Linked DNA regions of Canis lupus: regions 1 and 3 are each linked to region 2. Evidence: chromatin contacts called from public Hi-C data. All regions are on one chromosome and are shown on one strand. The core of a region is the stretch at or near the end of the contact, and the rest is flanking DNA. Distances in the headings are between cores, read along the strand shown.

Region 1 (2,700 bases), core at 187-2,686, 180 kb after region 2:
CGCGGCTGGGAGAGCAGGCGGGCTGGAGGCAGGACCGACGCCGGGGCTTGGGTTTCTACCGTTTATTGACAGTTAACGAGGCGGGGATTTCTTGAAAGCAGGGTTTCACGCCTTTTCTTCTGTATTTGCTGGGGTCGCGGGGCAGGGCGGGGGGCGGGGGTGACAGCGGGGCCGGGGTGGGGGGGTCCAGCCTTCTTTGTCAGCCAGCCGGGGCCAGTCTGGTTTGATCCGGTTTCCTGTGGCTTTGTTTTGGGAGTGCGGCCGGAAGCGGCTCTGCCTTTCCTACAGCTGCGCTGGCCGCGACTTCCCCTTTTCTGGCCTCCAGGTACCTATTAGAACCCAATGTGCTCTAACGAGAGCCTGCGGACAGTCCAGGGCCCCGAGGGAAGGGGTGTGGTGCGCTGATGAGCAAACCCGGGACGGAGTCCGGTGCATCCTGGGTCCAGGAGGGAACCGGGGAAGCTGACGGTGGACCCCGCAGGAATCCGGGCCTCCAGCTCCCAGCCGGCTGCCCGGAGGCGGCCCTACACAGGCCGCGGCTAACTGCCGAGAGTCCCTCTTCCAAACAGGAAACCACCGGGGAGTCTTAACTCTGGAGCAGCGACCCCTACACCGCCGCCTACGGGAAGGATCGCTCTGCGGCACAGGACTCGCTTTCGACCTACCCAGACAAGCTGGGAGCGAGCGGGCACGCCCCCTGGCGGGCTTCCCGGATTCTATTGGCTGCCTCCAGCCAGCCCCTCTCTGCTATTGGTCAGCGGCGCCAAGCTTCGGCGGTCACAGACAGTATCCGGAACCAATCGTCTCCCAACCCCGTCCGGGCTCTCCGCCAACGTGTGAGTGACGTGCACGCCAACCAATGAGAAAGGCAAGTGAGGCTGTGGCAGCGAGACGCCTTCCCTTTTTCCTCAGCTCGTCCAGCAAATGGCAGCAAAGGCTGAGCCGCTGACACCAACCAACCACCAATCCGTAAGGGCGGAAACAGGGACGCAGCGCAGAGCGACGGGAGGGGGTGACGTGGCAGTGACGGGGTCACAAACTGAAATGAGTGGCGGAAGCCCTGGCCAATGGGTGACCGAATTGGCCGGACACTCTGCGGTCTCGACTGCGGGAAAGCACCAATGGGCTCGCACGCGAGTCTGATTGGCCTTCGCCGAAGCCAATCAGCGGCGCGCCTGGAGGGCGCGTCCCACCCCGGGCTCTGACTGGGCGGCGTGCGCTGACAGGCCCGAGAGAAGTGCCAATGTCCTGGGGGCCCTCCGCAAGTGACGCTCCGCGGCGCCAATCGGCTGCCTCCTTCCCGGCGGCCGAGCCCTCCTCCCGCGGCGGGCCTGGCGGGGCGGGGACGCGGTGCGGCCGCGGCTGATGCGCTAGCCGTGTGGGGCGCTCCGGGCGGCGACGGCGGCTCTCGTAGGCGGTTCCGGTCCTGTGTCTCGGGGCGGCGGCGGCTCATGGCGGCGACGGAGCTGAGAGGGGTGGTGGGGCCGGGCCCGGCGGCCATCGCGGCTCCGGGCGGCGGCGGCACCGGTCCCCCCGTGGTGGGAGGCGGCGGCGGCGGCCGCGGAGACTCGGGGCCGGGCTCCGGGGCCGCGCTGGGCACGGTGACCGCGGCGGCGGCGGCGGCGGCGGCGGGCGGCCCGGGCCCGGGCGCCGGGGGAGTGGCGGCTGCGGGCCCGGCCCCTGCGCCGCCGGCGGGGGGCTCCGGCGGCTCGGGCGCCGGGGGCTCGGGCTCGGGCTCGGCTCGAGAGGGCTGGCTCTTCAAATGGACCAATTACATCAAAGGCTACCAGCGGCGGTGGTTCGTGCTGAGCAACGGGCTCCTGAGCTACTACAGGTAACTGCTTCCGGGGCGCCGACCCCACCGCAGCCCCCGGAGCCGGCCCGCCGCCGAGGTCGCCCCAGGCCCGTGTCCGCCACCTGCGCGCGTTGACAGCGGGCGACGCGAGCCCTCCCTCGCGAAAGCGAACGCCTTGGGCCTTCCCCCTCGGCTGGGCTACCCGCCCTCGGTGCAGTACCTTCCCCTGGATCCCTGGCCTTTCCGATTGTTCGGAGAGCGTCTCCCCTCCCATTGTGTTCCACCGGCACCGCGGTGCAATGATGAGTTCTGCGAGGAAGGCGCTGTTGCGGGTGCGAAGGGGCGCGTGGAGGAGAGCAAAGCCCAGGCGTGGCTCTCAAGGAACTTAACTGTGCAAAGTCCCAAGCCTTAGCTGTCTCTGCCCAGGCTCCAGAATTCAAGGTTATCAGCAGCCCTTGATGTACCCGCCGTTGCTCTCTCCACGTTCAGGCACAAGGACGCCAGGCACAGGGTGGCCTCGGTATCCACCCCTTGTCTCCCTTATCTCTCCCAGACTTGGCATCTGCTTTCACCTTCTGGCCGGCCCGGAGTGGAGATGTGCACTCTAGTGCCGCTTTTATTTACGCTGATCCCACCTCCCCGCCGGTGGGAATGATTTCAGTGGTCTATCCAGTTATTTCTGGAGTCGCTTCGGTGGGTTAGGTTTAAGTTTTATTAAAAGAAGAAGCCATGTCTTTGGTGTAGTGACTTCTGTTCTACGGTGTTTGTTTTGGAATGTTTCGTATATATTTATGGTGACTCACAGTCTTGCCCTAACTGGAGCATGCTTTTTGGCTACTCGTGTTCCTAGAGACAGGATACAGGGTTTGGGGACAGGACATAAACATTTCCCATGTGCTGGACAG
Region 2 (2,700 bases), core at 188-2,687:
CTCTCTCTCATTCATAAATAAATAAATAAATAAATAAATAAATAAATAAATAAATAAAATCTATCTTAAAAAAAAAATAAGAGTCTGGACTCCCTACCAATGCCATTACTGGTTCAAACGCCACATACTCCAGGCCAAACTACAGCTACCTGCAAAGCATCCTTCAGGGCAGCACCGGTGTCTTCACGTATTTGGTGTGCCTCCCCCCTCCCTCCCCACCCCAAATACTATTGTTATGGGTCCTTTTGCCTCTGTGTCTGCAGAACAATTTCACAGTGCATTACAACTTTTGCTCTATTCTCAGCTGTTGGAAGGCAGGTTTTTATTTTCCGCATCCGGCGAGCAAAAGAGGAACTTCAGGGACTTCCCTTTTCATAGCACCGAGACACGGGTTTTGTTGTTGTCGTCGTTAGTTTTGCAATCATACGTTAAGCTCTGTGAGGACAAGGAACCATCTAGTTCCTGTTTTACAGCTGTCGCTCCTCTAGTTAAAAAAAAAAAAAAAAAGGTCTTTGAATACATGTTCAGAAAGTGCCACAATCGCACACTCCGGAGGATGAATCTCTCCAAGTCAGGGTGACCAGGGCCGCAGGAGGCTGCAATCATTCCCCCTCCCTCCAGACAGCACGGTGGGCACGCGCATAACGCCCCTAGCTGACAGCCACATCACAATGTTTCAAGCTACCAGATACATCCAGGGATCATTTGCTAGGTTCACGCCCTTGGGATGGACGAATGGATACTGATCTGCCTCACCCAAGCATCTGGGGCTGGGAGGATGCCTGTTTGTATGTATGTATATGTATGTATGTATGTGTGTATGTGTGTATGATGTATGTATGTATGTATGTATGTATAAATAAATAAATAAATAAATAAATAAATAAATAAATAAATAAATAAAAAACGAAACAGGAGGCATGCAGGCTGTGCACCAGGTTCAAGGCCACAATCACCCTCTTGTAAATCGTACAAGCATCAGGCATAGCTTTGCGGGGCTCCAGGTCTCGGGAGAAGAGGCGACAACCCGCGGAGGACACAGGTGCGACCCCGGCCGCGCTGACACGAGGGGCCCAACGAGGAACTGGGGCAGGCGGGGGGCTCCGCGGGGCGGCCCCAGCCAACAGCTGAAAGTCCCTCTCACGTGTCTAGGCCTCTCGTCCCACCTCTCCTGGGAGACCTGCTGGAGCCGGCCCCGGGCTCCCGGGCTCCCCCACGGCCCTGTCTCCACACCCGCGCCCTCCCCAGAGCTCCCTCCCCGCGGGCCCTTGTACCTCAGCTCGTACCGTCCTCTGCGGAGCTCCGGCTGCACCCGCATTCGCCGAGAGCCCACTCGGCCGCCAGCTCTTTCCTCTCTTGCCCGCGCTACCACTGAGAGGACGGCGGGCGCGGGCTAGAGAGCCTCAGCCGTACCATAAAGAGACGCCCAGGAGCGGCCTAGAGCGACCCAAGCCGGGCCGGCCTCCCGGGCGGAAGGGGCGGGGCGGCGTTGATTGGCGGAAGACGCCCGGGGAAGCAATGGCCGCTCCCGACGCTGCTCCGGGCTTTGCGGTCTGTCCCCCGAGGTGAGGGCGTTGGGAGCTCCGTGAGGCCCTTTCTTCATACGAGACTCAGGTTCCGCTGACTTACATCGTGTCCGCAAATCTCTGCGCCTGGGCGTGAGGCCAGATTTCTGCGCCCCACTCCTCTGGTCCCCGGAGAAATAACAAGAACCCCGAGGACAGACCCGATGTTTATTTGTAGTCTCACAATTGTAGGTGATTTCTCTTGTTCGAGCGAAGAACCTATTTCGGCGTGCGTCTCTTTTAAAGGACAAAAACAGCTATGTTTATTGCTTCGAGTAGGATGCAGGCTCCCGGAAGATGCTTGTAAATTTTGAGGGGAGAAACGGCGTTTCTTGCATTCCCTATTTTCTGCTACAGTTTAGGTGTTCTGTTGTTGTTGTTGTTGTTGTTGTTTTAAAGATTTTATTTGTTTATTCATAGAGACCCAGAGAGAGAGGCAGAGACACAGAGGAAGAAGCAGGCTCCATGCTTGAGCCCGACGCGGGATTCGATTCCAGGACCCCGGGGTCACGCCCTGGGCTGAAGGCAGATGCTCAACCGCTGAGCCACCCGGGCTGCCCAAAGTGGATTTTATTCATCTAGAGGCTTTTGAGAGTTTGTGATCCCTTCGACCGAAGGGCCCCAGTCTTCTCAACGATTTTCAGGTGGCGGCGGGGCAACACCAAAAGTACTGTTTATCTCACCTGCCAAGTGAAAAGTGTGAGACGGAGGAGGAAGTGGAGGCACACCCACACCTCCGCTGGCGAGTGATTTCTCTGCAGTGAGCCTGTGTTCCTCTCTACCGCTTCCGTTCCGCAGGGTTTTGCTGCTCTGCTAAATCAAGTCACTCTTGGAACTAAGGAACGGGAGAAAGGCCAAACACTAGGGATACTCGACTGCAGCTCTGTCTGCAGGAGGCCACATTCAGTCATTCTCTTGTTACTTTGTGGTTGATACTTTGCTAAGAAATATCTACTTGGAGAGAACTCCCAGACAAGCCCTAGAACAGAGAGAGGAGCAAACAGTTGGTCACAGTGTGATGTGATGTGATAAATGCCGTTAATAGAAACCCCGAGGGCACGAACAGGACAAAATGAGAGCCGCGAAGGCAGGGGCGTTCAGAGGGGGGAGATTGATGCTTGCCTTGAGCTGCGCT
Region 3 (2,754 bases), core at 125-2,624, 130 kb after region 2:
ACGATTGGGTAACTTGCCCAAAAGCTGAGCAGTGACAAAGCACCGATTCCCACCCAGGACTCCTATTTCCAGATCCAAAGTGTGCGGACTCAGGCTCTGATTCACACGTGAGGAATTCGCCGCTGCCATCCCTAGGCCAAGCTGCATTTTCAGACACGCGGAGAGAGGAGTTGCGAAACGCACAGGAATGAGTTCTTCGTGGTTGCAGTTTAGTCCTTACGGGGAAAAGTGAGAGTTAGTTCCGTGAGCTCAGCGGGCCCGACGAGGCCTGCGCGGCGCCCGCACGGGTGTGGGGGGGGCGACCCACCGGGACCCCTGGGGGCAGGGCGCGGAGGCTGAGCCCCGGAGCAGCGCCTTCCCGGGCTCCGGCCGCTGGGCGTGGGGGGGGCGGGGTCCCCCGGGGCGCAGGCGGGGGGCGACCCTCCAGGCCCCCTGGGAGCAGGGCGTGGAGGCTGAGCCCCGGAGCAGCGCCTTCCCCGGCTCGGGCCACTCGGGGGGGAGGGCGGGGTCCCCCGGGGCGCAGGCTGAGGACGACCCTCCAGGCCCCCTGGGAGCAGGGCGCGGAGGCTGAGCCCCGGAGCAGCGCCTTCCCGGGATCGGGCCGCTGGGCGTGGGGGGGGCGGGGTCCCCCGGGGCGCAGGCGGGGGGCGGCGCTCCGTGGCCCCGCCGACCTCTGCCGGCTCCCCCGCGCCACTTGCCCGGAGCACCTGGCGCCTAAAAATATCGCCCGGGTCGGACCTCCCGGAACCAGCCCCCGCTTTGGAGGAGCGCGGCGCCGTCATCCCCTCGACACACATAAATCACGGCTCCGACCTGCTGTGGACTCAGCGGGTGACGCGCGGCTCGAGCGGCGACGAATCCAGCCCCCGACGAAGGCCCGGCCGGGCCCGCCGAGGCCGCCCGCCGGAGACACGGCCCAGCCACCTCCGCGTCCGCCAGCCCGCTCAGCCCGGGGCCCTCCGGAGCCAGAGCCTGTGGCAATCACGAGTTTCTCTCCGCCCCGTCGGTGACGGAAAACTCGTGACTCGGCCCTGAGCGCGGGGCGGGCGCTGACAAGCCGGCGGGGGGGCGGGGGGCGGGGCTGCGAGTCGGGCTCGCGAGGAAGCCCCCGACGGGCGGCGCGTGCGCAGTCTCTCTCCACGGGACCTCCTTCCCGCCGCTGAGACTAGGAAGCGGGACGCCAAATCTGTCCCCGCGCAGCCGCCGCGCCGGGCGCCGAGCGCCGAGCGGGGGCCGCCCTCCCCGAGGCGCGCCTGTGCACGTTCCCACGCACGCTCCGGCGTACGGCGGCGGCCCGGGGTCGCGAGCCGGCGGAGGACCCGCGCGCGCGGAGGAGCCCGGGGCGGCAGCGCTTCTTCCCTCCCTCCCCCACTCCCCTCCCCGCTCCCTCCCCCCCTCCCCAAGAATGTTCCGCTACGAGGTGAGCTCTTGCGACCGGAAGTGACCCCTCCCTCCCTCCCGCGCCCCCTCTGCTCTCTCACCCCCGCGCCCCGGGGGGGAGGGGAGGGGAGGGCGGGGGCGGCTGGCGGCGGGACGCGGGACCGAGTGGAGCGCGTAGGGCCTGGGGTCGCGCGCGGCTCTAGTCCGAGGGCGCGGAGCCGGCTCCAGGGGGCGGGACTGCCCCTATCAGTTGCGGCTGGGGAGAGTTGGCCTCCGTTTTGGGGTGGGGAGGGCCCGTTAAGTGCGGTGACCTGAGCAGCCCCCGCCCCCACCCCCACCCCCACCCCCACCCCCGGCGGGAGCCGCGGGGGGGCAGAGCGCTGCACCCACCGGCTGGCGCTCCTTCGGGAAGAGTCTCCCGGGAAAGCCTAGATACACGTTTCCCGCCCTGGACCCGGAACCCCCTCCCCTCCGGTTACACACACACCCGGAGGCTCGGGCACGGGCGGGTCGTGGGGCGGGGGGAGGGGGGCCCCGGACTCGCCCTTTCCTGGGGCCCGAGACTGTTTACCAAACCGGGCTCCGAACTGGGAGGGGGCGTGTCCCGCAGAAGTTGTTCTGGGGCGAGTGGAGGGAGACGTGGGCTCGCTGACCATCCCGGGAATGCAGCAGCAACAGTCGGGAGTCCTGTGACCCTGCCGCTAACTCACCCTTTGACCTTGAGCTGCTCCTAGTCTCTGGACAGAAAGTTTCTGGATTTTGTAGACGGAAGGCTGCTCCAGGTGATCGCTGAGAAGCTTCACAATTTAAAAAAGCAGTGATTTGGTTAAGTAGGTCTTTTGTGATTTGGAAGGGAGTGCAGTGCGGCTGGAAGCTGCCTCTGCTGCGGAGGCAGTCGCATGCCTGCTTTGGGGAACTTTGGGAGGGCTTAACCCGGGTTAGGATGGCCTCTTGGCCTAACCTTGCCTTTGGGAACAGCCTGCTTCAGGACGTAGCCCGGCACGGTATATCACAGGCTTGCCTATTGATATGTGGCCTGAGTCTTTGAAAATTGGGGACACGTGTACTTGATACTTGATAGGAATGGTTCAAGACCGAACCGACTTGATGTAAACATGGAGAGAGATGATGAGGTGCAGTAGGCAGAGTTGCCAACACAAAAGAGAACTTGGAGAAATAAGAAATCAGTGGAAAACTAAAGTGGAGAGGGGAAATGCTTAAAGCAGAAGGAACCTAAATTGTTCTGATACTACCATCGTTCAGCAGTCCACAATTTTTGCCAAATCTTTGCCTCATTTAATCCTCACACAACTCTCTAAGGTATTGTCCCTTTGTTACCACTCAGAGCCTAACGCAGAGCTGGAGACACAGTAG

What was found. Hi-C and Micro-C count contacts between places; a contact is called where the count stands out from the background.
Region 1: a contact with region 2 is called in a Hi-C map of blood, with 2.3 times the contacts expected there. The contact joins the promoter of OSBP here to the promoter of ARL14EP in region 2. A contact is called at or near these places in 3 of 9 Hi-C or Micro-C datasets (amygdala and blood).
Region 3: a contact with region 2 is called in a Hi-C map of blood, with 2.8 times the contacts expected there. The contact joins the promoter of PATL1 here to the promoter of ARL14EP in region 2. A contact is called at or near these places in 5 of 9 Hi-C or Micro-C datasets (amygdala, blood, liver and 1 more).

What each region holds. Positions count from the first base shown.
Region 1 is chr18:37,592,340-37,595,039 of UU_Cfam_GSD_1.0, forward strand. It overlaps OSBP (oxysterol-binding protein 1), which reads left to right and starts at 1,437. Exons shown (of 14, transcript XM_038563166.1): 1 at 1,437-1,834. The coding sequence starts at 1,452.
Region 2 is chr18:37,413,152-37,415,851 of UU_Cfam_GSD_1.0, forward strand. ARL14EP (ARL14 effector protein) reads right to left here and starts at 1,438. Exons shown (of 4, transcript XM_038563164.1): 1 at 1,287-1,438. It overlaps LOC111090955 (a long non-coding RNA gene), which reads left to right and starts at 1,495. Exons shown (of 2, transcript XR_005373415.1): 1 at 1,495-1,753; 2 at 1,986-2,700.
Region 3 is chr18:37,542,291-37,545,044 of UU_Cfam_GSD_1.0, forward strand. PATL1 (protein PAT1 homolog 1) reads left to right here and starts at 1,375. Exons shown (of 19, transcript XM_038563165.1): 1 at 1,375-1,420. The coding sequence starts at 1,406.